2 separate regions of the Rattus norvegicus genome follow, and region 1 is linked to region 2. The links are chromatin contacts, called in public Hi-C maps. All regions are on one chromosome and are shown on one strand. Each heading gives the region's core, a stretch centred on a gene start, on an enhancer-like site or on the middle of the called end of the contact. The rest is flanking DNA. Distances are from core to core; before and after follow the strand shown.

Region 1 (5,182 bases), core at 1,956-4,455, 140 kb before region 2:
GTGCTGAATAAAATAATAACTAAGAAGAAGCATACCAATTGGTCCTGCTACTTTGTGACATTATAGAAAAGAGGCCAGACCTCAGTGGGGTGGCCGACACCTATGGTCCTAGCTCTTGGGAGACTGAGGTGCGAGGGTTGGCTGTATCAAGTTTGAAGGCAGCCTCGGCTACGTGGTGAGTTCCTGAGCAACTGAATTACAGAGTAAAAGAAACGTTTTAAAACAACAGAAAGGGTGAGGAGAGATAAAAGGATGAAGGAAAGAAGGAACAGAGATGGAAAGGGGGAGGAGGAAAAGATGAAATGAAGGAAGAACATGCCAAGAAATAAAGAAAAGAATAATAATCCACAGCGGAAAGCACATGAATGAATTGTTGGCTTTTAAAAGCTAAGTGGTTCGGAGAAAGTAGGAGTAGGGGCAGAGACTACATTTTAAAGCTCCAGCTCCAGGGCAAGTAATAAAAGTTTCTGCTTTAAATTTTTTTCATAATATTGTGAGCAATAGGAAAGTCTATTCCATCAGATCAGCCTCAGGGCAGAAAGCTCCAGCCTCCTGAGCTAAATCAAATTGTCAAGGGCTCTCAGATTTCCAGGCACCGACCATTGGTCTCTGCCTTCCATGAGGCTAAACCTGGCAGACAAAAGGAAACAAAATAATATCCACTTACCTTATAGGCTACTACTTTTGCTCACATCAATTAATTATAAGGGTTCTGGAAGTCCATTTTAACATTCCCAGTGTTCCTTATTAGGATGGCAAGCAGCCCCTTATCAAAGACACAACGCTAACACGCACACGTGCGCGCGCGCGCGCGCACACACACACACACACACACACACACACACACACACACACACACACACACCACTGCTTAAATCTCATGGTACAGTGCCCTTAAAATGCTGGTCACTGAGCCGTCAATGTCACCAACTTTAAGTTCCCTAAATAAGTGAAAGTATTAGGATCCGTGAGCATTTAGGTTGAAAGTGTCAAATCATAGTAGAATTAAACATTCTAATTAATCTTTTTCTTTTTTGTTTTTTGGGGGGTGGGGTTGAGACTGTCCCACTTGGTTGCTCAGACTGTCCTTGAACTCATAACAATTCTCATCACAATTACAACTGTGAGTGACCATACCTGGCCAACAATTTTTATTAGAGTGTGTGTGTGTGTGTGTGTGTGTGTGTGTGTGTGTGTGTGTGTGTGTGTGTGTGTTGAGGGAAGTAACTATGTGGAAATCAGAGGATAGCTTGCAGAATCAGTTCTTTCTTTCCACACCGTGTCTGGTCCTGGGATTAAACGTGCTTCACTTGGGTTGACATCATGAGCCTTTACCGTAAACTAGCCATTTTGGTGACCCTGGTTGATAATTTTTAAAATAATAAAATAACTAAATCCACCTCAGTAATTCTATTCCTCAGTTCCCATTCTCAGTTCACTGGATATGGAAACAATATCCAGATTTTGTACACGTTCCAAAACACATGGAAACCAATCTTCCACACCACACAGGCTTTCACAGCACACACTGTCTGATCCCACCTGCTTGTGTTCTCAGTCCCGGCTTCCTCTTTTGCCAGTACTATTTCTGCTAGTTAGATCACAAGGACCTTGCCCTTAGGTTTATGGTGAGGATTAATTAAGTAAGAAGTTTAAATGGACAGTAAGTGTGTGGTCAGAAAATCATAAATATCAGCCTGTACACTTCATAGCTGAATGAGACATGAACCCACAATTGGCTATTTGGAAAAAGAACCTGAGAAAGTCAGTCTTTTTCACTAATCAAAACATTTACTCTACCAGACAGACTTGAAATAAGTAGGTAAAAATATGCAAGTCAAAGCCAGATGCATGGCTTTGTTTGACCCCAGCCCTAGCCTCGTGGAGACAAGTGGATTCTGGAGCTCACTGTCCAGCTGATCTAGCTGACTCACTGACTGAAGGTCCACTGAGATGTGCTGTCTACAAAATTCAAAAAATAAAACCTTTAAAGAAAATACCTGTGTTAAGCAAAGGTCCATTCTCTCTCTCTCTCTCTCATAAAAAGTTAATGAAGTTAATGAAGTTAAAAATCTAAAGAGATCAAGCAACAATTCAAAGTCCCTGCTTTTGTTTTTGTTTTTTGAATTTGTTTTTGGGGCTTTTTGGGGGGGGTTGGTGGGTTTTTTTGGTTTGTTTTGTCTTTTTTGGTTTTTTTGTTTTGTTTTGTTTTTTTGTGGAACTTGGAATCCAGGAAACAGAACTGCAGCAGTGGCCAATTAAATTACTTTCCTCACTGTGCCATATTTAGCTTTCTTCATTCACCTGCCACTCAACCAGCCTTGTCTAGGGAAAATACACATTGTTCATAGTCTTAGATTCAAGAGAAATATCTGGATTTACATACAAGTCAGCGACATGGTTCTTCTTTGAGATGTACCTTTGTACTTTGTAAATACATTAAATATTGTGGTGACAACGATGCCTCAGAACGAAAAGTGGGGGAGAATAAAACACCAGCAAGCAAAAGCTCAGGTATATTTTGTTTTAAGCAAAACATATCAAATCCAATTAATGCAGATAAGGTGCAGATGTCCAGTGACTAACAACTACATTGAACCAATTCCTCTCATTTTACCACAGAGATTGCGAAACACTTAACTCTGAGAAAACAGTCGAAAGCCAGTGTCCGATGTCTCCACTTCATATCCACTGAGCCAGTCATATTTCGCTCACTCTGCTCCATTTCCTATGCATTCGTCCACTTCATTCATTCAGTTCTACTTCATAGTCAATTATTGGTTATTGAGTACTACTACGTCAGATGCTGACAACTCGAAAACGGACCTTTCAAACCAGAATTGAAATAACAGAACAACGTAGAAAGTGAAAGAAACCCCCAAAGTGCTCCCACCCTACCCTGGTAAAGCCTCTTGCAGGTCAGGGGACTAGGGAAAATTGCAGATAGGGACTGAAGAAAGGCAGCTGAAGGGCGGGGCAGGGAACCTTGAGGAAGACACCAGCAGTTTTGGGCTCTGCCTCTGGGTTCCACTGTGGCCTCAGGCAGTCCCGGCCTATGCCAGAGCGCTTCCTCCTGTCAGGAAGCGCTCTGGCAGCTAAGCCTGCTGCCCTCAGCCCACCCTCCAGCCTCCGGGGAGCAGCGGGTCACCCACGGCTCGGGGCACGCACCTGGTCACGAGGTTCTGCAGAGCAGCAACCGCAACTCCGGGTGAGGACTGCGGACTACGGGTACATCCGGGAGGCGGGACCGGGAGGTCGCTCTGAAGTGCTGGATCCACAGGGCGGGCCTCCAGACGCCTCAGGAACAGCCCTGAGCCCCGAGTCTGCAGGCCTGCCTTCTTCACGTGCCTGGGAAGCTGTGGAGCCCTCCCTGGCCAGTGAGCGGTGGACAAGGGTGCAACGGTCAGCCAGACATGAGGCCTGGACTTTAACAGAGGCCATGGCTGGCTGGACCAGACCCTGACAGATATCTGTCTCCCTGAGCCTGGCTTAGAGCAAGTAGGGTCTCCAAGGCCTGACTTCTGAAGACCTTGTTCTGGAAACCGTTAAATTCCTTCCCAAGGGAAGCAATTAACAGTTATTTTGTCCATGCTAGTAATCACCCAGCACTAGGGAGGCTGGATACACAGGAAGATGGCCCAAAACGTTGAGGATTAGCAAGGTCTTCATAATGAATGAGACCCTGTCTCCAAAACAAAACAAAGCACCAGGTTATTTTCTCCCTTCTTTAATGGTTGAAGGACTGCAAGAAAGGAGGTGATCATGAAGGCAGAGAGCATGATCTTAAACTAGTAGATCAGAAAGTCATTCATTTCGGCACAAGACGGTATCCGGGAAAGAAATACGCTTTACTACTATCGCAGTACATATGCACATATTTTTGCCCATGTATGTATGTGTGTGTGTATGCATGTGTATATGCATGTATGTATGTGTGTATGTATGTGTATGTGTGTGTATGTATGTGTGTATGTATGTATGTGTGTATGTATCTATGTATGTATATGTATGTATGTATGTATTCACTTTACATCCTGATCGCAGCAGCCCCTCTCCTCCCAGACCCCCCTTTTCACAGCTCCAGTCCTGTCCTTCCCTTCTCCTCTGAGAAGGGGAGGATCCTCCTGGGAACCAACCCACCCTGGCACATCTAGTCACTGAAGGACAGGGCACAACCTCTCCATTGAGGCTAGACAAGGTAGAACAATTAGGGGAACAGGATTCACAGGAAGCAACAAATTTAGGGACAGCCCTTATTTCAGTAGTTGGGAGACCTGCAGGAAGTCCAAGCTGCAACATAAGCACATTTTTAATGTTTTGTGTTTTGTTAAGTCCAAATTTCTTTGCTTAGTCAGACTCTTATCAAAGTTACCTTTGTAAAATACTTCCTGTTCCTGTTTCTCCTCTTAAACTTTCTCTCTCTCTCTCTCTCTCTCTCTCTCTCTCTCTCTCTCTCTCTCTCTCTCTCTCTCACACACACACACACACACACACACACAAACACACACAAAAAAAAACTTAGGCATGCTGATACATGTGTGTGCTATCTCTGAACACAGAAAATGGAGGCAGGGGGATCTTGAGTTTCAGGCCAGCCTGGGCTACATAGATAGATGCTAAGAAAAAAGAAAACTCACATGCTTAGAAACACAGGAAAGAAAAAATTAGACATATACAAAGAAAATAATTTTGAGTCCTTTCACCTGTGTACATACAACAATATAACAATCCCTCTAAATTTTTACTAGTTTTGTGAGGTATTCAAGCGCCTTCCCAACAGGGTCCTAGCTCAGATGGTCCCTGGGGAGCCATACCTACCCCTGCTGAGTTACATTTTTCTGAAACTATATTTGATGAAGAATAAGTAGTATTATTTTCAGTCTCCTATGACTGCTAGTTTTATAAAATGCGATTAAAAATCTGGCAAAGGTGAATGAAAACCTAACTGGGTTTTGTGTAAAAACAAGCATACAGGTTGTAACAAGTAAAATATCTCCTTTTTTACACTTCTAGCTGCTTACATTCGACTTCTGTATTTAGCTCATCATGCACCAATAAAAATGGCCCATAGATTGTCTCTCTGAGTACAATTTAGAGGGCTGTGTGTTTGCTCATGGTGTATCAGATGCATTAACTTCCCAGCCTTTTCTCCGACTGATCCCTTCATGCTGTAAAAGTTCTC
Region 2 (5,470 bases), core at 1,355-3,854:
CTGTAATAGCTAAACTTTTAAAAAAATCATGTCTTTCAAGTCTGGGTATATTTATGCTGCTTTAGGTGAAAGAAATAGAGACAGGAAAGCAATGTAAATGGACGAATAGCTGGTTTGGGTTTTACTAAGAAAGACTGACTCACTGTCCAACAAAGGCTGGATGAAGGATTCTCAAATTGACATTTTAAAAATATTTAATCTCCCTTTGAATGATAGTTTAAGGGCTCAAAACAGAATCTTTCCAATAAAGCTGCTCACTTGGAAAACATTAGATTCTAGTTTGAACTGAAAAAATGGTAGAGCCCCAATCACAGGAGATTTCAGGGACAATCAGGCAGGGAGAGAAGACAAGCACATTTAAGGGAAATAACACCAAACCCCACCATGCCTTAAGAAGCTATCAAACCCATTCAGAAGCTCCAAGGGGCTGTTTTCCTAGCAAATCTCTGAACCAGGTTCTGCAAAGTGAAGGTCCCCGATTCTGCACAGTTTACAAGATCCTCTCTGGAAAATAATTTAATTGAGCTCTTTCTTTGCCCTGTTTTGCACAGCTACATAGCAATGGTTGTTGTGGTTGTTGTTTTATGTTGTTTTGTTTTGTTTTTTATCTGAACTATACACAGAATAGCTCCAATTTAGTTCATAGCAAGTTCAGAACTAGCTGAGAGAGATTACTAATGTCAGTGGATTAAACATCTTTTGCCAGTGGGAAATCCAAGTAAGTTTCAGAGTGTGTTTTCACATCCCAATCACTCAAATATTTGCTTATCCTATGGAGTTTCCAACTCTAAGTCCCCCAGCCTCGAACACTGTACAGTGATCTGCTGGCCCACACAGCAGTGCCCCCACCCTACCCCTGATTACAAATGTCCATCTTCTGCTAAATGCCAAAAATGTTTCCCAATCGTCCAAGGGTCAAAAGTGGGGAGAGTATCCATTCCAGCTAAAGATCTACGGTGTCTTCAAAGGGGCTTTTCCATTAATTCGTATTGGGCAACTCACTAAATGCCAAAGGACGAGCATAGGGAACAAGAGTGAAAGAAAGGATCATTCCCTAATTGAGCTGGCAGCCCTGGGACTGCATGTCAATAGAAGGCGCTTGGACTCCCACTTGCCAAAACAGAGCTGTAGTGGCCCAGGTAGGGGCTGCCACACTAGCTGAGAGCCCAGGAGTGCTTTCATTGGGCAACGCAGAGAAATCAACTCCAACCCCAGAAACACAATCCGGATCAGAAATCAAGTTCCCACCGCCACCGAGAAGGAAAGAAGCTGGTAGTGGAAGAAGATAGTCTCACAGGAATCATGAGGGTGGCAGGAAAGAGGTATTCATCCCCCAGCAGTCAGAGACCAAAGCCAAGTAAGTCACAAGCACCCTCATCTTTCCATCTTGCGACATTCCAAAGCCACCCGGATTAAGATTTCCTCTCTCTACTACAGCCCCCGGCTTCACTCCACGAGGAGGGTTAGTGGAAGATCGCAGAGGCCAGAGAGCCCAGGCCTATTCCAAAAAGCTCCACGCGGCCAGCAGCCTCCGTATAGACCACCGACTGCTTCTCCACATAGTGTGGGTGCCTTGCCACAGCAACATGGAGCATTAAACAAATAAACTTTTAGAAACTTCCTCTCCAGATACTCTCGGTTTCTTTAATATGAGTCCTATCTCCCTAAACTTGCCTTCAGACAAGCTGAAAGCCTGAAGTAGGGAGGATGGTGTCTAGAGGAACAGATCCTCCCCAAAGTTCCAACTCATCCCTGGGGCTTGTCCAGCGCGCAGAGCTTACCGGCTCCTTTTCTAACCCTTAGTGGTGCTCTAGTAACCAGCTCTTAGCCCTCTGTCCTTCCTGGACCACACCACGAAATCCCCCAAAGGCAGAAAGTTGGGAGTGACTTTAGGGGCCTTTGGGGTCAGCAAACTCCAAGTCTTGTGCCCCCATCCCCGAAGACATAGGGTAGGTAACCCCCTGTAGCAGTTCAACTGTGCTGAGAAAAGAAGGGACCAGGGGCAAGTGGTGGAAAAACAAGCTCATTTGTCTCAGTACATCTAAGTAGCCCCACGTTCAGGGGTGGCGGATCCCCCAGGTGGCGCTCCCCAATTACCCACTGGCTCCTCTAGTTGCCTGGACACCCATAACAGCGCACGTCCCAGGCTGGGCCCACTCACCGTCTCTGCCGACACACAGGCCATCAAGCCCAAGGTGAGCAGGATCCACGCACGCTGCATATTCCCCGGGGACGTGGCTCGTACCCGCATAAAACGAAGCCCAGCGCACGCTGCAGCGGGCCTAGAGAAGATAGGAGCTGAGCTGCCTCCGGGAGAGAGGCTTGGTCTCGGGTTCTGAGCTCGAGCTGTCTTCTCTGGCGCCTGCTCTAGCTTTCGCACAGCGCCCCGGAAACGCCGCGCCTTCTCACTTGTTGGCTTCTGCCCTCCCAATCCAGAGTTGCTGCTTCACGAGTCTATTTTCCTGGTCTGGTCCTACTCGGCGTTGTGCTTTCACTCCGCGGACTCGGGTGTCTGGGTCGCGGTGCTGTCTGATTTGAAGCAAGCAGCCGATGGGTTGAAACAGAGCTGCGGCTGAAGTTTGGGGATGCAGAACGGAGGGGACGCGCGATCCGCGGGGCCCGAGCTCCAGGAGTATCTGGAGTACAGCCGCTGGGCTGGTGGCTTGGCTGCAGCGCCCCTCCTTCTGCGCGCCGCCGCCGCCTCCCAGGTCCTCCCCTCGATCCCACACCACCCCCCTCCGCGTCCTCTCCCTGGTCCTGCTCCGCCTCCGCCTCTACCGCCCCCACCTTTCTTCCTTTCCTAGCAAGCAGCTCAGGGTTCCTCCGGGCGACTGGGGGAAAGGAGGTTGCCAGGACTCCATGATAAACCCGGGAGAAATTCTGCCGGGATTACTCTGTGATTGGCAATTCCCAGAGCCAGTGGGCGCCCGCAGCTCCGCACTGTGGCTGCCCCGGGAACGTGCCTCTGCAAACCTTAGTGCTCTTTCATCGTCTGTCTCTCTTTCCCCTTCTCAATGCCCTCTCCTCTTCCCACCACTTTTCTCTCTCCCTTTCCCTTTCCTTCTCCCTTTCTTCGTTTTAATTTTCTAAAGAAAAATCGGCGAAGGTTTGACGGACTTACTGACTTGTGAGGATTGGGTCACGAGAAAAATGAGAAAGTTTATAGATCCCCTTCAAGCGCTTACAGTGCCCATAGGTCACCAGGTCAAAAGATTGCAATTCAGAAAAGACTGAAGCTGACTGTAGCAAGTTTCTGTTAAGATTCTCCTCAGACCCTTCCCGCATACACACACACACACACACACACACACACACACACACACACACACACCCTGCCTCAGGCATTATCTAAGGTCAATTTCCACATTTTTACATTTGGAAAATGTAAAACTGTTTACATTTGGAAACAACAAATAGGGATGAAAAATTAGAGATTGTAGATAATAGCAAATGAAATAAAAGTTCAGAGAAGGGGAAAGTCGTTTCTGGCTTTAAGAAAACAATGACTGTGTATCTCTTGCATAAAGGTCAGTGCTGTGTGGTGCTACAGAACCAGGCAGGCGCATACCCTTCTAATGCCCGCCGCTGTTTTCCTGTTGGGTTTAGGAACTGAATGAATTGTGGATCCATTTTCTTCTGTAATGCCCATTTATAAAGGACGGGGACTTTTCAGTATTAGTCACTATTTTATTATCATGTGGGATGTGTTAAAAAATACATAACTATGTTGTAGGCAAATGCTACTCCAAATCTCAAGCCATACCATATAAAAGCTCTGTACCTTTAACACACACACACACACACACACACACACACACACACACACACAGAGAGAGAGAGAGAGAGAGAGAGACAAGACAGACAGACATGAGGCCATAGTCATAAACTGTAGTCACATCCTAAGTGACTATTACAATGTTTTAATGATAAATCACTGTTACAAGTCTCAAAAAAAATTAGCAGGAGAATCATAACTTTAAGTTAAAACATCAACTCTGGTTCAGATATAACTTCCAACTTTCTGGTTCTTATGAGCAGCCTAAGGCACTGGCAGCCAAAAAAGGAGACTTGGGAAAATAAAAGAGTGAGCTTAGCTTCTGAAAGATTCAACTATGGACATATTTGTAAGGCCATAACGTGGTGGTTGAAGAATATCATGGTAAGTGGAAGATTCTGATGTTTTACAAGAAAATTAGCACTGCATTCAAAAAGCTATAAGTCAAGGAGCTGGAAGATATACTTGTGTAAAAGCTTACTCCAAGACTGAAACATTCCATTCTGCTGTAAGCCTCTTAAGCAGGAAGGTAGACTACTCAAAAAAGTAGTCTCAGGAAGTCCCTGAAACTGATCAGATTGACTAGCTCTCTCCGTCTTAGAGAAAACAGTGAAAATGTCCACCAGGTGAGAGAGAGCTGAGTTGCAAAGAAGACTCTGAGTCCAGACCAGCTGCCTGAGAGAAGGAGAAACCAACCGAGCTTCCTGGATAGGGTTTAGATCAACTAAAGAACCTGGAAAGAACACTTCAAACCTGTTGCGCTGCATGCAGGGATGCAGTGTGTTTTAGGTTCCTGCCTTTGTGAGGACCCATACTGTGATGGGCTCTGGTGATGCATCTGTCTTTGGGTGATTTCTGCTCCTCTAAGTAACCCTTATTCCTGTAAGTATCCGCAGTAAAACTCATTGGTTCTGCAAATTGGACTTTAATGGTATTTGTAATTTGTTCTGTCATGGGTTCCCTATGTGGAGTAAGTAGATCTGTGTACTATGTCTCCCCTGGAAAAGTTTTTTTGTCACATCTCAGAAATTAGGAGCATATAGCTATCACTTTTGCAGAGGTGTGGTTCCCAGCACTGACGTTGGGTGACTCAGAACTCCAGGGGGATCTGAAGCCTCTGGCCACCACAGGTACCTCACATGCACAGACAACAGCCCCAGACACAGAAAAATAAAAGGAGTCTTTTTAAGTTGTAAGTAATCACCTCGTTCCACAAAGGATTCACTCTTCTTTTCATGTTTGAGACTAGGTCATGTATCCACACCTCCATTTCCTACTACAATTAACATTTGGAAGCTACAATAGACTACGATTTAATTAGAAACTGAATGAAGTTCCTGAATAATAACAGACATAGAGATGTTTGAAGAAAACAACTATAAAAGAAATTTCAACGCTAAGGAAAACGGGACTGGGCATTTGTTTATTCATTTTTACAGTTTATTGTTGTCTGTCAAGCATCTACCTAACAAGAAGCTCTGCTTCAGCTTGGACAAGAAGTGATAAAATTAGTCAGCAGATATATCAAGGAAGGGATGTATTTGCCAGCTCCCCTAAAAGACAAACTCCAAACCGCTTGGCATTTATTGACCTCTCAGTGATTTATACTTTGAAGAAACAACACAAGATTGAGGCTTTATCTCATAAAGAAATTGGTACCATTTCAAGAGTCACCATAAAGTGCATGAAAATAAA

Evidence for each region. A called contact is a pair of places that touch in the nucleus more often than the background predicts.
Region 1: a Hi-C map of kidney shows a contact between it and region 2, with 7 times the contacts expected there. The contact joins the promoter of Cpq here to the promoter of Sdc2 in region 2. A contact is called at or near these places in 7 of 12 Hi-C or Micro-C datasets (the A7r5 cell line, the Rat2 cell line, Schwann cells and 4 more) and 1 of 1 datasets of contacts at active chromatin or transcription factors (oligodendrocytes).

What each region holds. Positions count from the first base shown.
Region 1 is chr7:66,147,421-66,152,602 of GRCr8, reverse strand. Cpq (carboxypeptidase Q) reads right to left here and starts at 3,205. Exons shown (of 9, transcript NM_031640.1): 1 at 3,169-3,205.
Region 2 is chr7:66,009,539-66,015,008 of GRCr8, reverse strand. Sdc2 (syndecan 2) reads right to left here and starts at 2,604. Exons shown (of 5, transcript NM_013082.4): 1 at 2,162-2,604. The coding sequence starts at 2,251.